Linked DNA regions of Mus musculus: region 1 is linked to region 2. Evidence: chromatin contacts called from public promoter capture Hi-C data. All regions are on one chromosome and are shown on one strand. The core of a region is the stretch at or near the end of the contact, and the rest is flanking DNA. Distances in the headings are between cores, read along the strand shown.

Region 1 (5,363 bases), core at 1,450-3,949, 250 kb before region 2:
GGCCTCCCCAGGAAGTAGCAGAGTAGAGGGAGACATGAGCTGCTTCAGTGAGCTCCCCTTGGGGTGGATGTCCCCTCTCTTCTCTCACAAGGGCTAGTCCTATAAAGACTATAATGGACTGTTCTGCTCCTTACCTCCTTCCACCCCTTCACTTTTTTTACTTTAATTTATTTTATTCTTGGAAGTTCCAGGAATGACTTTAATTATCTCCACAATCAAATTCTCATTGCTGCCTCTGTGCAAGTGTGTAGCCATAGATCGCTGGGATTATTTTCTTTAGCACTTGGGGATAGAGAAGCCGGTTGTTTCCAAATGAGAAACAGCTGGCCCTACAGAGCACTCATTTAGCGGGGAGCCATTCTGTATACAAAGCCTTCGCTCAGGTCAGTAGTTACGGGCAAACCCCAAAGTAACAGTGTTTGGTTTATCACTCTTTAGTAACTGTCCAGTGGGAAGTGAATAATAATGATATTAATAATTATAATATATTATTATATAACAATAATAATAATAATAGCAACCAGCACACCCAACGTATTTAATTCTCTCTGCTTACTACATAGGTTTGTAAAACACATCATTGTAACTTCTTCCTATAGTCATAAACCTAGTTTTCTAGTGTGTTTTGGTGAGGAGCCAAGGTGTGTTAGTGTGTGCAGATGTGTGTGTGTGTGTGTGTGTGTGTGTGTGTGTGTGTGTGTGTGATCTCTCTAAATCTAAAAGAAAGTCAAATGAAGCACATCTTTCAATATAATCTTTTTTCTAACAAGCAGAGTAGACAGATGAAAGGCAGATAGCCACATTGTTGGTCCCATTAAGAAGCCCTATTGGAGGGCAGTGATAACTGCTATTATTTAGCATTTCTTCTGCCAGCTTGTGAAAGAAGGATGGAGCTGATAGACCACACATAGTCCTCTGTCTTTCTAGTTTGTAGAAACTGCTTCATGGTCATACTCTGTCCATCTCTAGCAAACTAGATTTGATTTGAAATAAGGAAAGTACTCTCGACAGTTTTACCTGCGACTTTTGAAGCCTGTGGAGGAGGAGGGAAGCTCCCATCGTTTAGGACCATGGGAGCCACTCGGTTATAAAAATAATTTGTTTGAGAGCCCAGCTTGCAGTTTTATAAGAAAAATGAGTTTATTTTGGTGGTGGTGGTGGGGGGAGAGTGTAGTATCTATTAGGTCAGAATGAAGATTTTAAATGAAGCATATTCACACAGTTCAAATTCAGCTTAGCTAAATTTTAATCTCACAAATGTAAGAGATAAGTTTGCATTACTAATAAAAAATTTGTGCCTTAAAAACATGGGATGCTTTTTTATATACTAATATCAACAAAATAAAATAATATGAAGGCAGGGGAAAAGACCTAGAATGTATTCCCATAAGGAGTTTGATCAATATACTGAGGATCTGGTCTATGCACTTCTAATTATTTTTATTCTTAGGATTTCCATATTGAAACATGATTTGGGTAAAATCTTACCTAATGAGGGTTTTTTGTTTGTTTGTTTGTTTAACCAATGACTTTAGATCAAATTAAATTCTATTATATATTTCCCATGTCTGTCTTTTGAAAAAAAATTATGTGGGTTTTTTTTTAATATATAAAAAACCAAATAACTGTTATATTTCCAGTCAGTCAAATTTGAACTGAATTTTACTTCCTGTTTCAAAGGTCAAGGCAGGCTGACCTCAACAGCAGTGTGGAGGCTGCTGAATTATTCATGTCATTGACTTTGTGTCAGCTTCCACATTTGTGGGGAAGGATGTTTTATTCATTTATCTCATTTAGAGTTCTTCTCTGCACCTGTTTCTACCATTAAGTACCCTGTAATTTGCATTTGATGCTAATTTAGTTTCATATCAGCCTGGTCCCCCCTTGTTAATTTAATTTTCTAAGACCCTTTTCATTACAGTAGAACTGTTTTTCCTCTTTAAAGCAAACATCTATACAAGTAATTGTATAAACTGCCTTTTAAATAATATCTTTTAGAAGATTCCATCGTCTAATTCCTTAATTTCTATAATTAGCCATGGTTTGATTAATGTTTCAAAGGGTTAAATTAAAATACAGAATTACTTAAATGCATACTTGAATAATTTCTTATAGACTGCAGGGTGAGTAGCATTGTGGAAGTCTGGATAATTCTCAGAACTGTGTCCCTTAGAAGCGGTAATTTTCTTTCTGTGGAACGCTGTTTAGTTTCTGAAGGGCAGGGCCTTTCAAATTGCTGCACTCCCAACATTAATTGTGAAATGTTAGCTTTTTTCTTTCATCAGACTTCTGATAGATGGTGGCTCAAAGTGTCTCTGCAACATTAGTAATGATATCCCCCAAACAACAAGGGCAGAATTAGGTCCAATTCCTTGAACTATTTTAGAAGCTCAGGCTAATGAATTTCTCTGTTCCATTACAGACTTCTCTCTCATCTTAAATCCTCATTTCTGTCTGCTGCTTGGAGTTAGTTTGCTTGGGAATCTGTCAGCTTCTCAGAAGGGGTTTCAGCTAGCTCTCTGTTATTTATATCTATATGGGCACCACTGGTCTACAGTTACCACTTGGAAATCATGGAAACTAGGAATGTGTTCTCTGAAGGGGGCCTGACAGAAATGGCTGCGACCCTGATGAGCGAGGCCACATCCCCAGAATGTCTGTCAAGGGACTGGCTGTCCTAAGAACAACTGACTTACTCACATACTCTGGCTACGGAGACCCTCACACTGGGAAAGGCCTCTCCCTCACTCTGTTCCCTGTTTGGAGGGTGCTTGACACAAGCGTGTCAGTATTCCCTGAGTTCTCTCCAGGGCGAGGAGTGTTGAATGAAGTATGAATCAAGGTCTAAAGAGTGTGGAAATCACCCACGAGGAAAATTCTAGCCACAGCCAAAGATTAAGAAATCAGCCCAAGATCTGTGTGACCCCTTTCTCCACTTTGGCTGGCTTGATCTGGACTGTTTTTTGTATTCTCTGGGGGATTCCAAGGGTGCCACTGCAGTGGGCTTCTAGAAAGATCTTTTTGAGGCCTGTGGAAAGCAGAATATGAAGAGGCCGTTTTTTTTGTTTTTTGTTTTTTTTTCCTCTGTTATAAAGGCCTCCTGGGGACTGCCTTATACATCACTGTCATTGTGGTAAAGAGAAACTTCTAGATTCTCTAGCTGGAAGCTTCATTTATATTGTTTCTAAGCAAGACTGAGGGTAAATTGGAAGATTCTTGGAGCTTCTTTGAGTTTGGAGTTTTTCTCCTATACTCTCTACCGCAGAGAACCTTTTACATTTTATATCTTTTTTTTTCTTCTGCAGATGGACTTAAAACAGTAATGGGGAATAATAGAAAAGAAATACAGGTCTCCGGTCATTTTCAAAATATTTGCTTACGGACAAACCCTACATCCCTGATATAGACTATTAAAAAAAAAGTTAGAGAAAAACCTGTTTGCATATCTAGAAAAGTCTCTCTGAGGTTTAATTAAACAGCCAGGTTTTTAAAAAAAAAAAATAACCAACATTGGTCTGACTTTTGAGAATGCAGGAAAGGTTTTCTCTGCCAATTCTGGTGGATACAGAGACGTCTATAGCTAGACTCACATATCTTTAGCTGAGGACCACTGATCTTTACACAGACAGAATAACAGGAATGGGAAACACTTCAGCCACACCACTCAGCCACACAGCCCTTAAAAAAAAACCACTCAGCCACACAGCCCTTAAAAAAAACCACTCAGCCACACAGCCCTTAAAAAAAAAAACTACTCAGCCACACAGCCCTTAAAGGAATAAGACAGAGTGTTGGGGATTCACCATTGTTTGTTTGCTTGATTGTTTGAACGAGCAGAGCTCTTTAAGCCTTATCACTTTAGTTTCTACAACATCAGGGTTTTTTGGGTGTTCTTGCTGTTTTGTGTACCTAAAATTTGGATGGAGAACGTAAATTTAGGGCAAACAGATCTAAAATGCTTTTCAAATGAAAGAGAATGAAGCCAGGTTTCCATCTAGACTGACTCTCAGAGAATTTGGTCGAGTCCCTTCATTTTTAAAGATGGAAAAGCTGAGGTCAAGAGAAATACAGCAATATTGCCCAAAGCCGTCAGTAGCCCTAAAACCAGGATCATAAGCCAAGTCCCTGGCTCAGTTTCCATCGACTTTTCTGCTACTCTCTGGATTGTCTGGGTCTCACACTGCTATCCGTTTCACCGTCTGTGATATTAACCTCAGGGAAGGGTGCAACTTACACTTTCTGGCTCTGGGTGCTAGGAAGGCTCTGAGCTCCACGTCTCCAACAAGGCATTCAACACTAGTTAAGTTGTTTGTAAGAAGATATGACAGTCCCTGGGAGGAGGAACCCCTACAGTGTCCCATCCTAAAATTGTCTTAACCCTTAAAAGTTCACACACCTCACATGACTGAAACTACGCTGTTCATACTATGTCAGAACACTGTAAAAAAATGACATTTTTCTTTCTTTTGTCAGAGCTATTTCATCAATAGTCATTTTGCAGTAGGAATTTTATAAAGAGTCTTCCAATTTCAGACATCTCCCCTTCAGCAGTTGTCTCTGGCTGTTATCTTTTTCTGGAAGGTACTGACTTACATAAATATTGAACTTGGTAATTTTCAGAGTATATCCTTCAGTTTTAAAATTACCTTATAGTTAAGCCTAAATGAACTTAATAAATGGTCCTTTCCAAAAATAACACTAAAGGAAATGAGGTATTGTTGCAGAATATAGTTCTGAAAAAAAGAAAAAAGAAAAAGGAAAAAGAAAAAAAAATCATACAGAAAAGAAAGAGATGGGGCACTGTTGTTTCACATACACCAAAGCCCTTTGGTATATGGCTTTGTCCAAGTCTGCAGCTTGTCTCACACTTTTGAATGACCAAGAGAAGGACAGAAGTCATGGGGAAGATACAGGGAGAAATTTCTAACCCTTGGCATCATTTTAATTGGAACCACAGGGAGATAATTCCAAAAGTCAAAGAACAGTGAGCTTGCAACCTGGGGATAGGGTAACTACCTCTCAGAGGAAGGAGGAAGAAGTGGCCATTTCAGCCCATATATGATGAACCTAGGAGGCCTGCCTAAAATGCCTCGCCTGACTTGGGAAACTCAGTTTTACATCTTGCTTCAGAGATGCAATTAAATTGTGGTCAAGAATTACATCTTCCTGCTGACCTCCATCCACTGTCTGGCCATTTTTGGACCAACGACTTAAATCTTAACAGGTCTGATTATATCTTTGTGTATCTTCTTTGTTTTTTTCTTTTAAGAAATCATCACAAATAAACCAAATTCCCTTGTGCTTCCAAATACTTTAATGTCTGAAAGCAGATAGAATGGATGTGTTAAACTTACAAAAATGGC
Region 2 (5,679 bases), core at 1,794-4,293:
CTTGGATGTAGTTTTCTTGTTAAGTATCTTCAGCCTTGGAGACAAATAGTCATTCAACTGAGAGTAGTGACCCAGAGGGTTCAGAAAGACCAATGTGTTTATATTCACACAGAGAAGTGAGGGTCAGCCTTGGAGTGGGAAGCAAGCTTTGTGACCTCTGATCCTACTGGTCTTAGCAGGTGCCACCACTTGGCTCTTCTAGATGCTCTATCTGTTTTCTTCTCGGAGGGACCACAGGAATGAGCTGAGAGTTGGCTGTAATGGTCGAGCATATTTTTCCTGACTAACAGACCAAAGTGGATCCTGTCCATTTTAAAGCTATCCACACACTCTCTGCACCAGCAGCCACCGGCTTGATGAGCAGTCACCCTTGCCAGCATGCTGTGCAGCCTTGGTAGTTTAATGCTCTGGCTAGAGCATTAAAGCTCTTATAAAGCTGAATCAGAACCAGGCTTCTCAGTCCATCCAACTAACTGTTATCTAAGCTAGAACATGCTGGGATAGAAAAGTGTACTAAACCTGTCCTTGCCAACTGTACTCCATTTTCCCCTGGAAGCATCAGGGACCACATGAGAAGGATCATCTCCACGGTTTATTTTGTTGCCTGCTGGTGTCCTCAGCCTTATGGGAACAGTGGCCCTGTACAAGATCAGGCTTTTCTAGGTTTTGAGAGCCACACCTTCAATATTTCCATCACTTTTTTTTATGGTTTATCAAGAAAGATAGGAATGGGAAAGAATAAACTCAAGGTGCTTCCTTGATGTGTGTGTCATGAAAATCAAACAAGGACTGGGGTAGGAATCAGAACGGGCATCAAGTGTCATGGGCTTGACAAAAGGCAGTTGATTCAAGGCATCCTGAAGATGCCCAAGGAGACTCTCTCTACCTTAGGTTAGCATCTAATCTAGGCTAAGCAGATTGCTTCAAAAGATCTGTCTCCACATAATGAACTTAATAGAACACATGAAAAGGAGCATCCACAGAAGCAGAGCATCTATTCTCTTCCCTCCCTTGATCCCTACTGCCACTGCCAAGTGGGTACCTGAGTCCTGCTTCACATTGCTCAGGCAAGGTGGCCTACAGGAAGACAGCATCAGGGCATCTGCTGGTTCTTTGCTCTTCTCCTTTGAAGTATCCTTGGGAGCTATGTCTTAAGTTAGGAGTTCTGTCTTGGTAAAAACTCATATTGCACTCTCTAGGAGAACTTAGCAGATATCCTTGTAGAATTAACAAGTTCACATAGCCAGATAGTGCAAGGCATCAGATCTGATCCATACAGTGTAATCTTTAAGGAGTAGATGTTCTGTTACCAAGAACAAATGCAATCTAGGTGAGGGAACAATCAAAGAGAGTGGACATGCAAGGGGAAAAGGTACAGAATAAGCCAAAGCAGAGAGTCGTAGTGAGAGCCAGGGTAGAGGTGATGATGACAGATAATCATAAAATTTAAACAAAAGATAATGAAGCAAACATGAAATCATGTGGCCATCTTTTGGTTTTGATGGGGCAAAATAACTCATCAGTCAAGTTCAAAGCCATTTTGTCAGGGCTTGGTTTGGATAGGATCAGAGCTCAATAGTGTAAGATCTATGAAAAGAGCTCTAGGAAAATGCACTTTAAGTAGCTGGCATTCTTTGAGCCCCTACTTCCAGCCAGGCAGCATGTCAGGTGTTTGTGATGGCTGTCATGCAAGCCTGGGGATGGCTGTTCTCTTTCAGGGACAGGAGCTGGAGCTTAGGGAACAGCTAGTAAGTTGGCCTGCTACTAAGTTTTTCAGTGCTAAGGAAGGGAATTCTCAGGTTCACACAGAAACTCTCAGGTTTACTTGTGGAGGTCAACCTCACAACGATTTTTGCTTTAACCTGGACCATGGTCCTCATCTGAAGATCTTATCTTCCAAGAGTTGTGTCCCCCCCACCCCTTGCCAGCACTGCTTTGTGTTGAGGGTGTCCCTATCAGTACTGTAACCTTTGCCAGTCTTATAGAAGTGACATGTACACTCAAAGATGTAAGAGGGAGATTCTTTGCTTTCTAGATGTGTGTGCTCTGTTTGGAGTCATTAACTTCTATGGAGAATTTATCCTTTTCAAAGCAAAGACCCATGCTGTAGCCAAGGAGTAAGACAACTAACCAGCTTTGGCTTCTTCCCTTGAAATGGGTCCCTGCTTATCCAATGTCTTAATTCCTAACCATATGATTGATGGGCATGCTATCCGTAAAATCCAGTTCATATCATCTGAAGTAGATTTTTTAAAAAATCTTTTTCTCCATTTCCCTGGCTCAATAGCCTGGATGGAGAACCGAGGCAGGTGAGCCAGGACAAGCAGATAGTGATGTAGATTAGCAGTTGATGCTATTATGCACAGTCTTTTTTTAGCTGAAGAATTTAAAAAAAAAGAAGGAAGGAAAGAAAGAAAGAGGCAGAGAAAATAGGACCAGAGTAATTTACCCTCACAGTACTCTCCCCCCCAACCACATCATCTTTTGCAAATGAGTAGTTTAGCTTGGCTCCCTGCTGTCCCTTGAGGGTTGGGAGAGAGAGAGAGAGAGAGAGAGAGAGAGGTGGCACTCTGTGGGTGCCTCCCGTGTGCCACACAGGACTCTCCTGATTACATTTTCCATCCTTTTGTTCTTTTCTTTTTTATTGTTTCTTGCCCTTTTCCCTGTCCTCCCTTTCACGCGATTATTTTACTGGTATTCTTAAGATCTTCTTCCCTACTCCCAATTACTTAGAAGAAAATGCATTGTAGTGTTTTATGTCTAAATTGAGGAAAACCACCAGGGTTGATGAGAGCTAATGTTGAATATGGGGGTGAGTCTTTTTTTTTAACTTGACCAGAAATGGGCTTGATGCTTTTACTTTACCACTCACAGGGCTGTGGAGCAGGGAGGGGCCTGTGCTACTGTTCTCTACAGATCACCATCTTTTCAGTATCTCTTCTGAATTCCTTCAATTCTGAAACAATGAGTAGCAGTTGGCTTGCCTGCCGGTTGTCTTAACACTGGGAGAGGTACCACAGGCAATTAAAGTCAGGCTTTGTGGGATCTGGTGTTTTACTTGGAAAGACAACTTGCTCCCATGAAACAAATTAGAGAGTTGCATAACATTTATATAATCTAGTATTAAATTTGTGGCTTACAATTCATGGCAAGGTTCTAGAAGACAGAGGGGACAGAGGCATAAGAAGGAGATGGTTCGAAAACTAATCAAGTCCCAGTTATATTTGGATGGTTCTGTGGTGGATATTTTAGGCTGTCACGATCCTTTTATTCAATCACAGAAATAACAAGGAGGAGGCACTCTAAGGTACTTAATTGGCCTATTTTGTTTGTTTGTTTTGTTTTGAGTGTAACCTTAGGATTGGTGGGCAGTGGTGAGGGTGGGGGTTGGGAGTTGGGGTGGGGCATACTATATTCCAAGCAATAGTGTAGATTTATAGGGGTTAATCTTGGGCAAAAAGAGTCAAAACTGGGCAGTAACTCTTGTCTTATTGCTTAGAAAACAGGGATTTATTCAGTGTTGGTGACTGGGCTTCAGTTTCCCCATTGGGAAAGGAAGATTCTACACTGCATCTTTTTAAAAGCCAGTTGTAGCACGATTCCTTTTCTCTTGAGCATTCTCCCCAGAACAACGCCACTAGAGCCAAAAGTGGACAGAGTCACAGGCAGGAGAAACTTTTCTCTTCTCTTCTCTTCTCTTCTCTTCTCTTCTCTTCTCTTCTCTTCTCTTCTCTTCTCTTCTCTTCTCTTCTCTTCTCTTCTCTTCTCTTCTCTTCTCTTCTCTCCTCTCCTCTCCTCTCCTCTCCTCTCCTCTCCTCTCCTCTCCTCTTCTCTTCTTTTCTTTTCTTCCCTTCCAACCACACCCAGCAGTACACATACGCCATGCCCATTTGCAAACTAATTCTTAGAACATCATAGAAACAGTTTAATTAGCTCCAACATTGAATCTTCCTATTGATGCATATCCAGTTAGTTCCTTCTCTCTCTCTCTCTCTCTCTCTCTCTCTCTCTCTCTCTCTCTCTCTCTCTCCTCAGTCTCTAGTATTTGCACCAAACAAGAAGTATATACCAAGGTATCTTCCAAAATCTTCCAGGTAGCTACCTGGAATGCCAGCTTCTACAGATATTAATAGATGCCCCATGCCAGATGAGAGAATGAAACTCTTTTGACCCCATTAACATTAGTCAATATTAAGTGAAGCATTCAACTTATCCGTGGATAACTGTTGAGACCCCATCAAACCCGGAGTCCTTAGTATGTCAACAGGTCTCAAGCTTCTGTAACTACAGAGCCATTCTCCTTAGTGATCACCTTACAGGAGAGATATTATCTATGGGTGACATGCATTTTGATTTTATGATAATGAAGTCAAGTTAGGAAATTCAATGGTGAGAGTGATGAGGGATGGAGAGACGTGAGAAAAATCGCCTGAAATATTTGCAGAGTATTATCCAGATTAGACCTGGAATGCTCTGGGCCATAGTTCTTTAATGCTACAAGGCTTTGAACAGACTTTCTCTCATACGCTGCATCTGGTTTTAGTCAGTGTGCACTTGGTGTTAGACGCCATGTGATTTTGTAGGACAGCTCTACTTAAAGATTGGTGATACCCTCGGCTCAGAATGGAGAAGCCAACACTCCAGAGCTATATGAACCAATTAGCCTCACACATGGGGTACATGCTCTTCTCGTCAGCCAGAGCAAGGGTATTGTTTGAACCTAGTCCCTGGAGATGAAGTCAGAGGAGGCTGCCAGTGGGGAGAGGGGGACTTTGGGTGGATGGAGTTAGGTAAATGTCAGTTTGCAGGGTCTGGGAAGCAATTCTGCAACTTGAAACCCCAACCTGGAAATGGAGGGTTTAATAGCACTGTAATGCTTTTTATCTGTCCGCACTGTCTGCTCTCCTCTACATGCAAAGCAGAGAGGAATGGCTATCATGAAAACAGAGTTTGCTTCCTGATGACGGATATTCAGGAACGGATGGCAATGACACATGTATATAATCTGCTGCAAGTTTCCCAGGACACTTTGTCCAGCCTTGAATTTTACTGGACTTCATGGAGAGTTACAAAGCCTTCAGGAATGTGTCTCAGGCACAAAGTACAGCCTTCTTACTTTGAGAGGAAGAGAAGTCTCCAGAGTAGAAATAGGACTTGTCTCGGGAGCGTGTGAGCATCTCCATGCTGAGGTTACAGATCTCACAATTTCCCCCACAGTCTGAATTCTTTCTCTTCTTTCTTTCTCTCTCTCTCTCTCTCTCTCTCTCTCTCTCTCTCTCTCTCTCTCTCTCTCTCTCTCCCTCCCTCCCTCCCTCCCTCCCTCCCTCCCTCCCTCCCTCCCTTCCTCTCTCTCTCTCTCTCTCTCTCTCTCTCTCTCTCTCTCTCTCTCTCTCTCTCTCTCTCTCTCTCTTTCTTTCTTTCTCTTTTTGCTTCTAGAACTGTATTTCTTTAGCATTTACCCATGGGACACTCAGAAGATGCTGGACAAACATTTTAGGTATGTCCACCTCCATCTCCCCATTCCTGTTCTTTCTATATCCCCCAACATGTTCTTCCCAGCTTCATGGCTGTTTTATCAATACCCTACTAAGTTTAGTTAGAGCTCCCCATAAGCATATGGCTCTGGGGCCATCCTCTGGAGCATGCAAACCCTATTGGAGGCTAAAATCTCAATAAAGA

The links. Capture Hi-C pulls out chosen DNA fragments and counts their contacts.
Region 1: a promoter capture Hi-C map of adipose tissue shows a contact between it and region 2. The contact joins two enhancer-like sites. A contact is called at or near these places in 1 of 39 promoter capture datasets (the 3T3-L1 cell line), 1 of 484 Hi-C or Micro-C datasets (nephron progenitors), 4 of 115 datasets of contacts at active chromatin or transcription factors (embryonic basal ganglia, embryonic hindbrain, embryonic midbrain and 1 more) and 1 of 9 other capture datasets (adipose tissue).

Annotation. Positions count from the first base shown.
Region 1 is chr11:44,655,347-44,660,709 of GRCm38.p6, forward strand. The region is part of intron 6 of Ebf1 (early B cell factor 1); the gene reads left to right. Among named protein-coding and RNA genes, the nearest start is that of Ebf1, 40 kb to the left of the region's middle. Within about 2 kb of position 2,700, at least 22 of the 459 cell types and tissues checked have an H3K27ac peak or open chromatin away from gene starts, as enhancers often do. A contact at or near this core is called in adipose tissue, where this site is marked.
Region 2 is chr11:44,908,973-44,914,651 of GRCm38.p6, forward strand. The region is part of intron 9 of Ebf1 (early B cell factor 1); the gene reads left to right. Among named protein-coding and RNA genes, the nearest start is that of Gm51859, 180 kb to the right of the region's middle. Within about 2 kb of position 3,044, at least 12 of the 459 cell types and tissues checked have an H3K27ac peak or open chromatin away from gene starts, as enhancers often do. A contact at or near this core is called in adipose tissue, where this site is marked.